2 separate regions of the Gossypium hirsutum genome follow, and region 2 is linked to region 1. The links are chromatin contacts, called in public Hi-C maps. All regions are on one chromosome and are shown on one strand. The core of a region is the stretch at or near the end of the contact, and the rest is flanking DNA. Distances in the headings are between cores, read along the strand shown.

Region 1 (7,834 bases), core at 1,767-4,266:
ATTCGGGTTAGGAGTGTTACAGATATCATGCTTCAGGACAAGCATCGACTAAGTTGGGGAAATTGATAGCAAGATAAATTTATATTTTTAATATATTTATTTTTGGCTAATTATCGAATAAAATGCTATTAAATTTAGATTTTTCTTATCAGGAATGAAGTTGGTGTGCTGAATTCAAACTCTTACAACAAGGGACTAAATTTGAACAAAAAGCAAAGAGGAGGGCTTGATTGAAAGATTGAATATTCAAAGATGACTGGATAAAAATTGAAGGGTTGAAGATTTCTTTTAAAAAATAGTAGCTGGATAAAGATTGAAGGATTTTTTATATAGTTACAACTATTTAATTAGTTTAAAATTAATCTCTAGTTTAAATTTGATTTTTAAATTTTGAATATTTAGAATTATTTAGTGATAATATTTAGGAAAAAATCTAACTAAATTTTTGCACTACAGATGTGTATAAATACCTAGTGGCTACAACCAATTGAACACACACTTTACCTTTACCATTTAATAAATTCTCCAATTTTTTCCCTCTTGTGTCTTTGCCATTTAATTATGTTGTTTCATTCTTTTTTTTCTTTTGATTTCAACCTTTTAGTTTCTTTTGATTTCCACAATTCCATTTAAACCATTTATTTTCAAGAATGATTCTTTCCATGATTATCTAAACCCTTTTTAGCCTTAGCCTGGTTATCGCTTCGACAAAGTATTTGTGAGATACGAACCCACACTAAATACTTTACAATTCGATATTCACTATCTCTCTAATATATGAGATAGTACAAATTCGTCCCCCAAAGTTGATTCGATTTCAATTCAAAAAGCGCGCATTGGATTGAAATCGTTTGGCGTACAATTGGGAAGTTGAGTCGGCGATGCTGTATTCAAAATCCCGTGAACAAATTAGCATGTTCAATTGAAAAATGCTAGTTGGATTCCATCAAGAGAGATAGTGATCGGATTTAAACGACCCACACGGTTGAGGCCGTTAATTTGAGTTGGGCTTTTCAGATCACAAGGTTATCGAAGTCTTAAATTACGGGTACATGCCACGTGGTTGAAAATTAGACAAGGGTCGATTAGCAGGTGATACCGGCGAGAGGAAAAGTTGACGGTTTGAGGGATCCTCGATTGCTATAACCAGCTTATCACATGGAAGGGAAAATCTGTTTTAAGGATCAATTCAAGATTGAAGTACACCGAGGTTAAGGCTAAGCTTAAAAAATATTTTATTTATCCATTTATTTTATTTTCTTAGATTTATTTTTGCATTTTCAAATGTTTTTATTTTATTTTTTTCGTATTTTCTTATTTTGTTATCTTAATCAATTTAAACCTCGCATTTTTATTTTTACTTTCAGCATTTCAACGCACAGGTCGTGAGCATGACTGTGACTGCGATAGCGACTCTGGTCACGGAAAAATGTGAAATTAGATAACCAGACCCTGTGGATTCGACCCTACTACTTTATACTGCTAATTATTATTATTTAGTCGTAGAAATTTATATTTAGTAGTTTCGACGACCATCACAAAAATATAATTTAAACTATTACCTACAACATTTGAAATATCATTATTTGAACAACTTCAAAATTTGATTCTTATTTGATCTTTTTAAAATATTTATTTCACCCTTATTTAAGCAATTTCTAAAATGTTTAGTTTTGATCATTATGCAACTTACGTATGAAGTTTAGCCCAATTTGAATATTTGTGACATCTCATTTAATTACTATTGAAATTACTTAACCAAAAAACGCTTATGTAATATATGTATTATCATGAGAAAAATTAATGTACTAACATGAGGAATAAATTACCCAATGTTTCATACATGAACTGTAAATTATGTATGAATATATTTTATTTTGTTTAGTTAATCATGAGTATTATTATATGTCTAATGAAATTTTAAAAATTTTAAAATTTTATGTTCGAGTTTTTTGTAATTTTTACTAGTTATTATAGTTTATATTTAATTTATTAGAGTTTTAATTAATTTTTTTTAATTATAGGAAGAAGATAAAGTCTTAAAGCAACACAACTAATACGACTCGAAAACCACACTTAAAGCGAAGAATATCTTTACTATCAAGTCAATACACTCAATTCAGAATTTTAATTATCGAAAAAAAATGTATTTGATAAAATATCAATTTTGCCCTTAGTTAAATCTATGTAAAATAAATTGACGGTCAACGACAATTACTTTTCTTCTCATTGGACCACCGACTTTTCCTTGTTCCTCCCATTCACACTCCTTTTCTTTAATAATAAATTAAAATTAAATCTACTATCAAGAAATAGAGCACCCCCCCCCCCTTCACTTGCTTACGCTCCTCGCTGTGGAAAGAAAAAAAAAAGTTCTCTATCAGTATGTTCTTTTTGAACCGATTTTCTCCTTTATTTTTTAATGGATATTTATGTATTTATTTATTTATTTTGATTGATGTGTTGTGTGATTTTTAGTTTTTCTTTGATTTAATTTTAGCGGTTTTTATTCGATCTGTTTGAGGTTTGAGCTTTTTATGAGTAATTTAACAAATCGGCGTTCTTTTCTTCTTCTATTTGTTGGATCTGTTGGGTTCCTGCAAATCAGCTGAAAAAAACACAGGAAAGTTTTTTGTTCCGAGTGTTCTACTGCTCATATATAGAGTAGAGAAAAATTAGTAACCAAAATATGGTATGACTTTGATCTGTTTGGTTACTGAGAAACTGTTGAAAAGGAAAGGACAGTAGCTAGTGCTAATATCCATCCCTTTCTTTTAAAATTATGTTTAGGCTGTAGCTGTTTTTAATCGATCTGCAAGTTTGATAACTTGGATGAAAGAAAGAAGTAAAATTTTAAGATTTGATGTTTTAGAATAGAGGAATGAGAATGTTTCGAATGGTTGCTCCGGATACAGATGCACTTGTTTAGACCGATGAAAATTCATTAGAAATGTTTGTTTGATAAAAGTAAATATTTTCGTATTGCAGGATCAAGTATTAGATTGATATAGTAAAGATGTCGCCAACCGAATCATCACGAGAGGAAAATGTTTACATGGCCAAGCTGGCTGAGCAGGCCGAGCGCTATGAGGAAATGGTTGAGTTCATGGAAAATGTAGCAAAAACTGTAGATGTTGGTGAGCTGACTGTGGAGGAAAGGAACCTTCTTTCTGTAGCTTACAAAAATGTGATTGGGGCTAGGAGGGCTTCTTGGAGGATTATCTCTTCTATTGAGCAGAAGGAAGAGAGCAGAGGAAATGAGGATCATGTTGCAACCATCAAGGAGTATAGGAGCAAGATTGAAGCTGAGCTCAGCAAGATATGTGATGGGATTTTGAGCCTCCTTGAGTCTCACCTCATTCCTTCAGCTTCATCTGCCGAGTCCAAGGTGTTTTACCTTAAAATGAAGGGTGATTATCATAGGTATCTTGCTGAGTTCAAGACTGGTGCTGAGAGGAAGGAAGCTGCTGAGAGCACTTTGTTGGCTTACAAGTCTGCACAGGTGGGTGAAATTGGTAATGCAATCTTGTCAATGAGTTAGTTTCTCTATAATTTCTTAAGCATCTTCAGATAGAAGTTCTTAGTTATTTTATTTCTTTATTTTTTTTTTTGTGATGGCAGGATATTGCTCTCGGTGACCTAGCGCCAACTCACCCAATTAGGCTGGGACTTGCTCTTAACTTCTCTGTTTTCTACTATGAAATTCTTAACTCACCTGATCGTGCTTGCAATCTTGCAAAACAGGTGTTTATCCTCTTCTAATATATATTGTTTCTTGTCTAATTGTCTTTATCGAGATAGAACAGATACTGAAGTAAATTATGTAGTTTTAGTTGTCTTTTTTTTTTTAAAACTTATCTTGGTATGGTCCATCTATTTAGGATGTTATAATAAATTATTATAATGTAATTATGCCTCAACTTGATCTGCTTTTGTCGTAACTCTGGTTATATTTGCAAGAGTTGCTGGCTGATAACTGAACCTTTAACTCCTGAAAATATTTTGCTAATTTGGTTGATACTTGTACTTGTATGAACACTGAGCTTAGAAGAAGTTTGAAGGAATGGCTATAGAGTTTCTGCTCATGAAATATGTTGCTTTGTAGAATGGAGTGAGTCTACATAATTAACATGTTAGTGATCATTTATGTGAGGTCCTGTGATCTTGTAAATTGTTATCCGTTTTAATGAGATTTATTAATTTTACCCTATATATACTAGGCATTGATTTAGATTATTCTTATATGAAGAGATTCAGAAATTCTTCTTTGAGGACATGAATTGAATATCTAAGGATTGTTTCTCTTCTATCATTAAATGACATGTTATTCATTTGGCAGGCTTTTGATGAGGCTATTTCTGAGTTGGATACATTGGGTGAGGAATCCTACAAGGATAGTACATTGATCATGCAACTTCTTCGGGACAACCTAACCCTTTGGACATCTGATATCACGGTCTCTTTCTCTCTCTCTCATCATAGTTGTTCTGAACTAGTGTCTAAAGTGAAGTTCATGAGTTCTCTGTTATGGCCTTTTAAACTTAAGTCATTTAATTTAATTGGATTACTGTGAAGACTAAAAAGTTTCAGTTAATCTCTAAGATCATTCTGCTTTGTTTACTGTATTAAAAATGCCATGTCGTAAGTCAACAAGCCATAACAGGTTACACTTTCTTCCTAAGTCTTTTCTGGGCTGACTTGGGATGTTGGATTACTCATGCAAACTTTTGTTAGTCAAAGTCGCACATTGCAAGTGATTGGGATTTTCCTTTTTTTTTTTTAAAAAAAAAGAAAAAGTAAAAAAAGTTAAAAAATATTCTCATTTTATTGGTTGAATGGGGTGATCTATATTTGATGTATGTTTTCATTAATTTTAGGACGAAGCTGGAGACGAGATCAAGGAAGCTTCCAAACCCGAGTCAGGGGAGGGACAGCAGTGATGAGTTAAGTTCATATGATATGTACTCTGTAATTTATGTTGCAGGTTGTACTTTTACGTACATGCAATGTGGGCTGTTGTAGAAGGTTCTTTTTTTTTTTAACATTTATCAGTACTTGGAGTTGAAATTTTACATTCCAATGGATTATTATTATCATTCGGACATGAATTTGGTTTTGTTTGGTATCAATGTTGTAATGCTAAATTCGAGTTTATTGAATGTTAATTCAGTCCTGTTTTGAACTTCTTGTCATTTGCCAAATAAATCTGAACGTACTTAAATGAGCAGTTTAAAGCCCAAGGACAATGTCCAGTTACAGGGTCTTTAAACATATATAAAGGTTTTCCATTTGCTTTTATTATTATTACTATTATTGAGGGGTGGCGGAGGGGATGTGATTTTGCCTTGTCAGGGTCTGAACCTGGACATTTGAGGTACTGCTCCATTGAATTGTTGGCTTATTGCCTTTTACTGTAATTTTTCTTTTAACTTGTATAAGAATCTTAAAGTGTCTAACTTGAAAAAAAAACCATCAATAATTCGTGTTTTGAACATGAATGATTTAAATTAAAAAATGGTTTAAATCTAAAACCATCCAATTAAAATTATCTTCATTCGGATATAGTAGTTCAAATTATCAAATTTTCTGAAAAATGAAAGTTCTTAAAGAACAATTTATTTCAGATCAAGACTAAATCACTTGGTATTGAAATCAATAGAGAAGAAAGAACTAAAGAGAAAGATGAAAGGAAAAGCTATGTAAGTGGAGAGAGAGAGAGAGAGTGGATGATGAGTGATAAGCCATATGGGTTAACTTCAAATTAAAAGGGTTTGCGTGGAACCGTACGGAGGGAGGGAGGGATGGATGAGGCAGTTACAGTAATTATGAAAAATCACAGGGAAGGGGATGTCCTTTTGGTTCCTTTCCCTTTTTTCTTCAAACTTTTGGTTCCTTTCTTCTCCTTCACATAATTGATAATACTTTCAATACGAGAGAAACTTGCCATTCTTATATTTATCCTATGTTTATATTGTATTTCGGATCATATTTTAATTATTATTTTTACCTTTTAATTGTTCCCATGTTTATTACTATGTAATATTTTTAAAATCAGATTAGATTAGATCATTAATTTTTGGTTCAATCGATTTGACCATCAATCTAACAATAATTAAACAATCATAAAAATTTAAAAAGTTGTTGAAAATTATAAGGGTTCAATCCCTTTGTCTAGATTGATATATTGGCTAGTCCCCGATCAAATTAGCCGGTCCAATCTAGTTCCAATAATAGTAGTACTATGAGCCTACATTTTTCTGGTGAATTCAAGGTACTCTATTATAGGGATCTGATCAAATTAGTCCCTTTGATCAATTTAGTTCTTATACTATTAAAAGGAATTAAATAAAGCCAATTTGGAATAGAATAAAGATTTATTGTTTAAAAATATTATTTATGGTTTAACATAGTTAATATTTATTAGTTTTTTGTTGTTTTGTAAATGAAATCTTTTATTTGGAATTGAGCCACAATTGAAAAAAATATTTTTTTAATAAATTTTAAATAGTTACAATTTAGACTTATTTGATCATTTTTAATAATATAAAGACTAAATAGATTTATTTAATAATAAAGAGATTAATTTAATCTAGTCCCTATAATACATATATCAATACCTTAACGTCATTGTTTTTGGAAAGAAAATTTTTTTCTATCCTTTCCGTTATTTTATTTTGTTCAAATGAGAGATTTCATTCACAAAAAAAGCCCAAATACAGCATAAAGGGCTAAAGCCTAGAAAATACAACAAGCAAAGCCCAAAGCTAAGCTTAACAGAACCCAGTCCCTCAAAGAAACCGTAGCAATAGTCTCTGCCACCGCCAAGCATGGAAGGGGAGAAAGCACTAGGAACATGGTGAGAGGTTACCGCACCTAACCCAACGGCATGCATGCCTCCAACTAGAGCGTTGCCACCATGAAATCCCCAAAAAAGACGCTGAAACCACCACAACAACCACTAGAACATCAACATAGGAGAAGCCATTGCTAAAAACAACTTAGAAACTCAAAAATAATAGCCACAAAAAACGAAACTAGCATGGTGACACCAAAGTCCATCGAAGTTCAAATCCGAAAAAACCTCAGAGAGGTGTTGATGTTACGATAGCAAAAGAGAAGAGGGTTTCACAAAACTGAGGAGAAAAAAAGTACGTAAAAGAAAAAAAAAAAGGCCTTGGCAGAGGCCTTAAGGATGGACATCAAAACATGGGAGAATCCATGGATCACCAAGGCACCTACCTCTCACCATGGGAAGAGGCCGTATCTTAGGTTACTATATCCAAAAACAAAAGCAATGAAAGAAAGACAACTACCACTTCACTATTGGCCTACTTTGCCTTGACCCTTTTTGGTTGTGGATGGTAAAATTTAAATATAAACTTCATATATGTTGGATATATTTATTACCATCCCACTTCACCCCATTTGATATGTATTAGTAATTTCTATTATTGTATTTCGAAATAGACATAAAAGAATAATATATGAATATCTCACCTAAATATTTTAAGTTTATTTATAACATATTATTATATTTTTTTATCATTTTAAAAGTAAAATATATAATGATAAAATAATAATTTTAAATATTAAAGCGTGTCGAGGCATAATAAGTAAATTACTAAAATTGCTCAATACTTGCTTTTCAAACAAAATAAAATCACCTTATGCATCAATTGTTAAAGATTAAATACTCTCCATTAAAAATGAATTGGTTGGAGTTCATTGAGTGATTTGAGTTTTTTATGCGAACCATGAAAAATCAAGAAGTAATTCACAAAGAATCGTTTTACTTAATGAACCAAGCATTAAGAGCAAAGTGCATCAAATGAAA
Region 2 (7,834 bases), core at 2,605-5,104, 140 kb after region 1:
CTTTAACCAAGGTTTTGTCCCATTGGGTTTTCTTGGTAAAGGTTTTTAATGAGGCAGATTGTAATAAAAGATTGTGTACTATTTTTCCTTCATTAGGTTTTTATCCCACAGGGTTTTTTTCTAGTAAGGTTTTAACGAGGCACATTATCTACAAATAGACATCCAATGGGGAGTGTTATGAATATCTTATTAAGTGGATGTCCATCATGATCAAGATAAAGTTTTGATGTACTTTAAATTCTAATAGTTATTAGAATTAGATCTCTACTTCTTTTATATTTCTTATATATATAAATAGAAACTCTGATGAAGCATTGTAATCAGCCCTTTTTATCAATAAAGTACATTCTCTATTGCTTTCATATTTTTTTTTGTTCTTTATTCTCTCCATCTCTCTTTATTTTATAACACGTTATCAGCACGATGATTCTCTATTTTTTTTCTTTTAAAACCTTTCAAAGTCGTCCCCCAAATCCAATTCCTCTTTCATCTTAAACTTTAATATGCCAAAATCTTAAAAAAAAACATTTTAACATTATTTAGTATGTTTTGTTTCCATCCCAAAAAAAATATATGATTTTCATTATTATTTGAGATGTTTGGTTATTATTATTTGATATTCCATGGTTTTACTATCATTTGGTTTTAATAATATTTTTATAGTAGTGAATGTTGTTTATCTTTGTGTTGTGAAATATTATTTTAAAAACAATGAAATGTTTAAATAATGATTCTTTATAGGTAAAATTTTGATTCGGATTCGAATTAAAAGTAACTTATCTAATTACTTAATATTTTAATTTTCATTACTTCTAAAATATTATTTTATTCTCTCAATTAATTATCAAATCAATAAATTCTTATTATGACCAATTATCATTTAATTAGTAAATGTATTTTTTTTAAAATATATAAAAATATATTATTTAAAAATTTTAAAAAATAAACATGCAAAAGTCGCATGTTAAAATATTGATTTCTTCTTTTTTTTTTTACTAGTATAAAATATTGGAGTTGATTGAATCAATTATTCTAAATATCAAGACGATAATATAGAGTAGCATCAGTAATCAAATTAAACAATCAAATTAAACCAGTTTTGCTAACAAATATTGATATTAATTATATAAATATATTTTAATAAATGTGATAAAAGCTGTAACCACCATTTTATACAAGATAAGATATCATCAAAGTTTAAATAAAAATATAATGACATATAACATAAAGAAAACATTGAAAATATCTTAAATCAGAAAACTTATTCAAAACTTAACCTAAATCTGAAAACAACACAGTTTGAACCCCTTCCAGCGTTATCTTTGGTCAAAGTTAGAAAGCGTACATCACCATCTTATACAGGTTGTTGGAACATAGAATTATGGTGAAAGCAATCCCAAACCTAAAAAGATCCGAAACCTCCCCCCCCCCTTTTTGTCAGTCAACCTCGTACTTCCATTCAAACCAATATTCTAAAGGTAATCATATGTATTTATAAAATGAAATCGTCTATTTCAATTACGAAGTTTGTTCTTAAATTCCAAGTGAATTCCAGAAACAAACACAAACATGCATTCGACAACACATTGAATTTCAGGTAAAAAAAATTGTAAAAACCTAAGGTTAGAGAATGGGAAAATCAATAATTCCCATGAAAGAGCTGATAACACTAATAATTTTACAATTTAATGCCTAACCAAAGACCCAAAAAAAATCATATTTTCGTTGCATGCACGTTGTTCTGCCAAGCTCAAATTAACCAGTGACCAGGTCCATGCTACTTGCTAATGCAACTGAGCATCTATGTGTCACCTAATTTCAGAATCTGTTCTTAACTTCAAAACAGCTACAGATAATTGCAAAGTACCAGCGTAGTTAAATGCTATTAACAAATATTAGGCAAGCAAACACATGGCATAGCAAGCATCTATGTCTTACCTAATTTCGGGGTAAAAGTTGACAAGGGTATATGTATATGTATATGTCTAATACGATCATGCTCAATTTTTACTTACCTTAACCTCAGAATCATGTCCAAATATGTTTGATACACAAATATTACAATTCAAGGGAAATGAAGAGTTTGGGTATCATGGGTAATTAGTAAACAAGCATCTCACTCAAAATTGAAGCAATCTCACAACACGGATAAACAAGTTCGACATGGTCGTCAAACTCATCCTTTTTACAATGACTTTCAATTTAAAAGAAAAAAAGAAGAAAAAAGTACAGAGCCTCAAGTACAACTACATTAAATTTTCTACAAGACACACACGATTATCAAACTAACAAACACCGTGCAAATTCTACAACAAAACAAACAAATAAACATTAAGTAAATAGTAAATCACCACTACAAGTTAAAAACCGTTAAAGAGAATACTGTTTAATGTCCAACACTAACTTCAGTGAATGCGGAAGTCTTCACCTTAGGCGGACGTCCCCTAGGCCTAACGGAGGCCGACATCATAGTTGTGGAGCTGGCAGCTATTCCCCCTTCGGGTCGAGCCATCTTCCTTGGCCTTCCACGTGGTTTCCCACTCCCAGAAGGCTTGGGGGACCTAAGGGGAGCATTGGGGTCCTTAGGAGGGCGGCCCCTCGGCCTTGCAGAGCTTAAAACCATACCAGGTGGCAATGGGACCTTGGGTTTTGGAGGCCTACCACGCCCACGCCTTGGTGGAGCGTTCGGATCAGCTTTCATGTAATTGTTTTTCCAAAACACAAGCTCCCCACTTTCTTTCATTATATTAAGGTGGTGAGAAAGGAGAGTGGAATGGCCAGCAGGCAAATCTCCATACTTGGACTCTATGTATTTGGATATTGAGGTCTTGTTTGAACCATTCTTGTCGTTTAACGCTTCTATGGCATTAATAATTAGCTGCATGATCAAATTAAAGACGAATTATTTCTCGATTTTCAAGCAATTTTTAAGCTAGGTAGCTTAAATTTTATGCTTAAAAGTGGAGGAAAATAAGTCATGAAGTTACTATGATGTAAATTACAAACGAAAAATAAAATCCTCATGAGATCGACAGAAACTTCTTTGATGAACATCAAAACTGCAGCCAGAAAAAATATGAAAATGAGAAACAAAAAAAAAAGGAAATATAAGTTTTCTGACAATTCTCAAGGCAAAGTGTCTTTTTAAAAAAATATATAAAAAGAAAATATCAGAAAAAAAATCAAATGAAAATGAAGAAATTTCTGAAAAAAAAAACTGAATTGAAGATGAGAAAATAAAAGAGAAATACTAAATCAGTAAAAAAATTACACACACACAAAATCCATGAAATTTGAGGTTGAATGAAAATGGTTTTCTTTTATATTCCATCAAAAAATACACACACACAAACTTTAAAGATCAAAATTTTGATCATCGTTAAGAAAAAAAAGAAAGGAAAAAATTTGTGAGGAGTGAAGATGTGTACCTGTGGGTAAGAAGGAAGTGAAGGCGGATTATTGACCTCTTCAGTAGCCATTAATTTTGCAAAAAGAATAGCGAAAATGAAAGAAAAAATTCCTTCAACAAAGCTTTGATCTTGAAAGGGCAGTCAGTCCCCACAAAAATCTCTCGCTTCTCTCTTCGGTTTTCAAAATTTTCTACACTGAAAACTAAAGCCGAGAGCCAACACAGCTTTAGATACTGTTTGATGATCATTTGCAAAGATGATATTTTATTTTGGATAAAAATGAACGGATGAGATTCGGTTCAGACGCTTAGAACAGGGGTTCACTTGGATCCATGATGTGGCTATATTTATTATTTCTTCTTTATTTGTAAAGGGGAATCGCTAGATTATCCATTGTCTCTCTACTCTCTAGAGTAGTCCCCATTTTGCAATTTGTCTTAAGATTTTAATTTTAAAATATAATTGATTAATTTTCATCGAAAATATTTAGCCTTGTGCTTGCATAACTCTTGGTTGTCAAAATTTTCCGTTTTACCATAAATTTTATTAAATTCATAAATTATATTATACAAAATTAAATATATTCATTAGTATAATAATTGTTTCCAAAACCGGGTTTATATTTACATCATCAAATACTTTTGTTAATTTACCGTTAAGTCAATTTCATATTTTAGTTACTTTATTGTTAAAATGTGTTTAGTTATTGACATGATATATTATAATAATAAATTTAATTCTTAATATTATTTATTTTATTAATTTAATTATAAATTTTAAAAAAATAATAAATTTAACATTTAATAGTCACATATTCTAAGAATTTAATCATGGTTTTAAAAATTAAAAATATATAAATTAAAAAAATTAAAATCAAAATCTTAAAGTATAGAAATAATTACAAAACTATTCAAAATTAACACTTTTTTGAAATTTGATGGAAGTGTTTATGTCATTTTTTTATTGGTCTAATAATTAATTTAGTACTCTAATGTCCACAAAATCTATCTATTTGATCCTAAATATAAAATAATAACAAATTTGGTCCTCCATATTTATAATTTTTTTTATTTTAATTTAAAAATCTTAAAATCAATAAATTTAGCTCACATTATTTACAAAACGAAAAAAAAATGTAAAAATTTACAAGATCTACAATTTTTTTTTTAAATTTTGATAATAATCAAAATGATAGCACTATTTACGTTTATATGTTGGTGTGAGTTAGAAAGACAGGAGGATAAACGGGGGATTTTGACAATAATCAAAATGAGAGCACCATTTTTGTATTTGACAGGAGGATAGATAGGGGATCTTTCAATAGGCTTGCTTTTAGTTAGAAAGCGGATTTAGATTTGGGTTTGTTGATCGGGTTGACTATGTTTAAGAGAAGGGAATTGAATTCGAGGTCAATTTGTGGATTTCTTGTGTTCTTGGAACATATACTACTTTAATGTTTGAATTGAAGTTGAAGGTGTTCAAATTCCAATTCTAAATCAGCCTCTCTTTTTTTTCTTTTAGACTTTTTTTTTCTTTCATTTTCAGTACCATAAGAGGTAAATATACTAATAATCCATGTTTTCGTATTGTGTTCAAGGTGTTATTCACTAGAAATTTTAGTCCAATATTGGAACCATTCAACTATGCAAATTTAAGCTATATAACAAGTATAATGGGAGTTAATATATGGAATTCAAGCTCAAATGTACAATAATGCATGAAATTATGTTAATAATTCTAACCAATATGCATAACAGGTATAATGGGAGTTAATATATGGAATTCAAGCTCAAATGCACAGTAAAGCATGCAATTATGTTAATAATTTTGACGAATACGTTTGTAGTTTTGTAACACTTTGTGATGATAGATAAAGGGTGAATTTAGTATTACTTTTTATAAGTATTTTTGGACAAAAAAATTGTAATACCCGTGTCTGATGCTGGGACCGGATACGAGGCATTATCGGACTTAAACATGCACACAAACGAAAACCGGCCCTAAAATTTCGTTTAATTCAAAACTGTTCAGGCACATGTATAACGTCCCTTATTTGGGTCTACGAAGCCCAAAACATACTTTGGAATGGTTTCGGGACTAAACCGAGAACTTACGAAAACCTAGAAAATTCCACGCAACAACAAGTCTTTCATTTTAAACATATTTCACTTTAACCAACATCCATGACTATCAACCTCAACACAAGATATTAGCACATACATGAGTTCAATAACATTCAATATCATCTATTTTAATACCAACGTATCATTTGCCTACCATCATATATGTAATGTACATTCTTACATTAACTAGAACTAGATATGCCAAATCTTATTCTCGTTTAATACGATCTTACTGTGGTTACCAATTTGTCCATTAAACATTCATGTTTAAGGCATTATTACTTATTTACATTTAATTCATGATCCATAAGTATGCATTCAACTTACCTAATGTATCACCAATCATGCACAACAAATAAAGCTAACTACCTCATCACACCAGAAACATAGAACATGACATGATTAATTAAGCTTACAAACCATAGTGAATATGGGCCACATCCCATGGCCATATACAATAACTCAACGTAGATCAATAGGTTAGGCCAAATCATAATAATAATACATGTCATAAAACTAGCTTCCTATACATGCCACTCACTTGATATTTCTAATATTTGAATTAATTCTCCCAAAAGTGATAGCTTGATAGTGTGATTCTACCTCCGACGATCTTTAACCCCGAGCCGACTTTCCAATACTAAAGAAATGGAGAGGAGGGGTAAGCTTTACGCTTAATAAGTCCATACAAAATTAATAAGCAATTACTAACATGCTTTTCAAGATAAAACACTATAATTGTACAATTACACATGTTCAGGTTAAGCTGTTTTATCAAGTTACAGTTACTAAATCATTTATATATGGATCTACGAAACTCCAAATTAAGTTCCGTTAATTTTCCTTAAAACTAGACTCATATACCTTTCTCCCATAAAATTTTCAGAACTTTTGACTCAGCCAATTAGTACAGTTTATTCATTAAAGTTTTCCCTGTTTCAGTTTTCAGCTACTCTAACCTCTATTCACTACGAATCAATTTTCTCCCTATACAGAATTCAAAGGGCTATTATGTTTATTTCTATTAAAAATATACTAAATAAGGAATCTATACATGTAAATTATAACTCATAATTATTTTTTCACAATTTTTAGTGAATTTCTCAAATAGGAATAGGGGATCTCGAAGTCATTCAGACTCTGTATCACAACAATTTAAATATCTCATAACATAAAATTCAATTGCATGTACCGTTTCCTCTATGTGAAACTAGACTAATTTAGCTTTAATTTCATATTTTATTCAGTCCCTAACTCAATTTCCACAATTTATGGTGAATTTCCAAATTTGCATCACTGCAGTAACCCAAAACTGTCAAGACTGAATTTACTCATTCACCACTATTATTCACCAAATCCATACAATATCATTTCATCCATCATGGTAAGAACACATAATTATGCTTCATGGGCATAGATCCATAATCTCAATGTCATCAAGTATCAAGACTTATTCCTTATCATGTCATTTTTATAGTATTCACCAATACTATATACATCATATATTAAGGCATCACACATAAGTTTAGTGTACATACATGTACAACTTATAATTTAACTTAAGAACATACTCACCAATGGCTTGTCTCATTGGGACCATTATCGAATACTCCGTCAAATTACCCATTGAACACTCTGAATATAATCGGATACACGGAAGCCCACAGCTAGACAAACTCAATAGCCTGCGGTTTATGTAGCAAAGCTACCATAATCTCACCCATAATGAACTCGGAACGTAACTCAACGAGCTCGGGTGTTCACATCCATAATGAACTCGGAACACAACTCAACGAGTTCGGATGCTTGCATCCATAAGTGAACTCGGAACGCAACTCAACGAGTTCGGATGCCTCATAATTCTCACGAACTTGGAACGCAACTCAACCAGTTCGAATCTCAATTTCCTAGTGACATGTCACTTGTATCCTAACCTATTCCTAAGGTTCAAACGGGCTCTTTCCTCGATCATACACCTTTGCCATCTTTCTCGTGATGTCAATATCGATACTCCGGTGGCAATTCATATTTTTCAAGTATCCCACATAATTTGTATAGTAATTCAATAATAATCATAGCATACAACAATTCGTAAATAATAATCATCATACCATTATAAAGACATCAATAACATATAGTAATGTTACATCATTTACATAATATCAAATTATTCACATATATGTATACTTACAATTCATATAATATCATAACACAAACATTAAAATACACATTGCATTATTAAAATCATATGAACTTACCTCGTATGCGAATATTGTCATTTTTACCATTTTGTCCACAACT

What was found. A called contact is a pair of places that touch in the nucleus more often than the background predicts.
Region 2: a Hi-C map of leaf shows a contact between it and region 1, with 2.4 times the contacts expected there. The contact joins the promoter of LOC107952816 here to the promoter of LOC107952815 in region 1. A contact is called at or near these places in 6 of 34 Hi-C or Micro-C datasets (callus, hypocotyl and leaf).

The regions. Positions count from the first base shown.
Region 1 is chrA07:59,824,129-59,831,962 of Gossypium_hirsutum_v2.1, forward strand. It overlaps LOC107952815 (14-3-3 protein 4), which reads left to right and starts at 3,017. Exons shown (of 4, transcript NM_001327599.1): 1 at 3,017-3,502; 2 at 3,622-3,744; 3 at 4,340-4,456; 4 at 4,878-4,940. The coding sequence starts at 3,017. The coding sequence ends at 4,940.
Region 2 is chrA07:59,963,607-59,971,440 of Gossypium_hirsutum_v2.1, forward strand. It overlaps LOC107952816 (HMG-Y-related protein A), which reads right to left and starts at 3,855. Exons shown (of 2, transcript XM_016888006.2): 1 at 3,429-3,855; 2 at 2,101-2,878. The coding sequence starts at 3,479. The coding sequence ends at 2,387.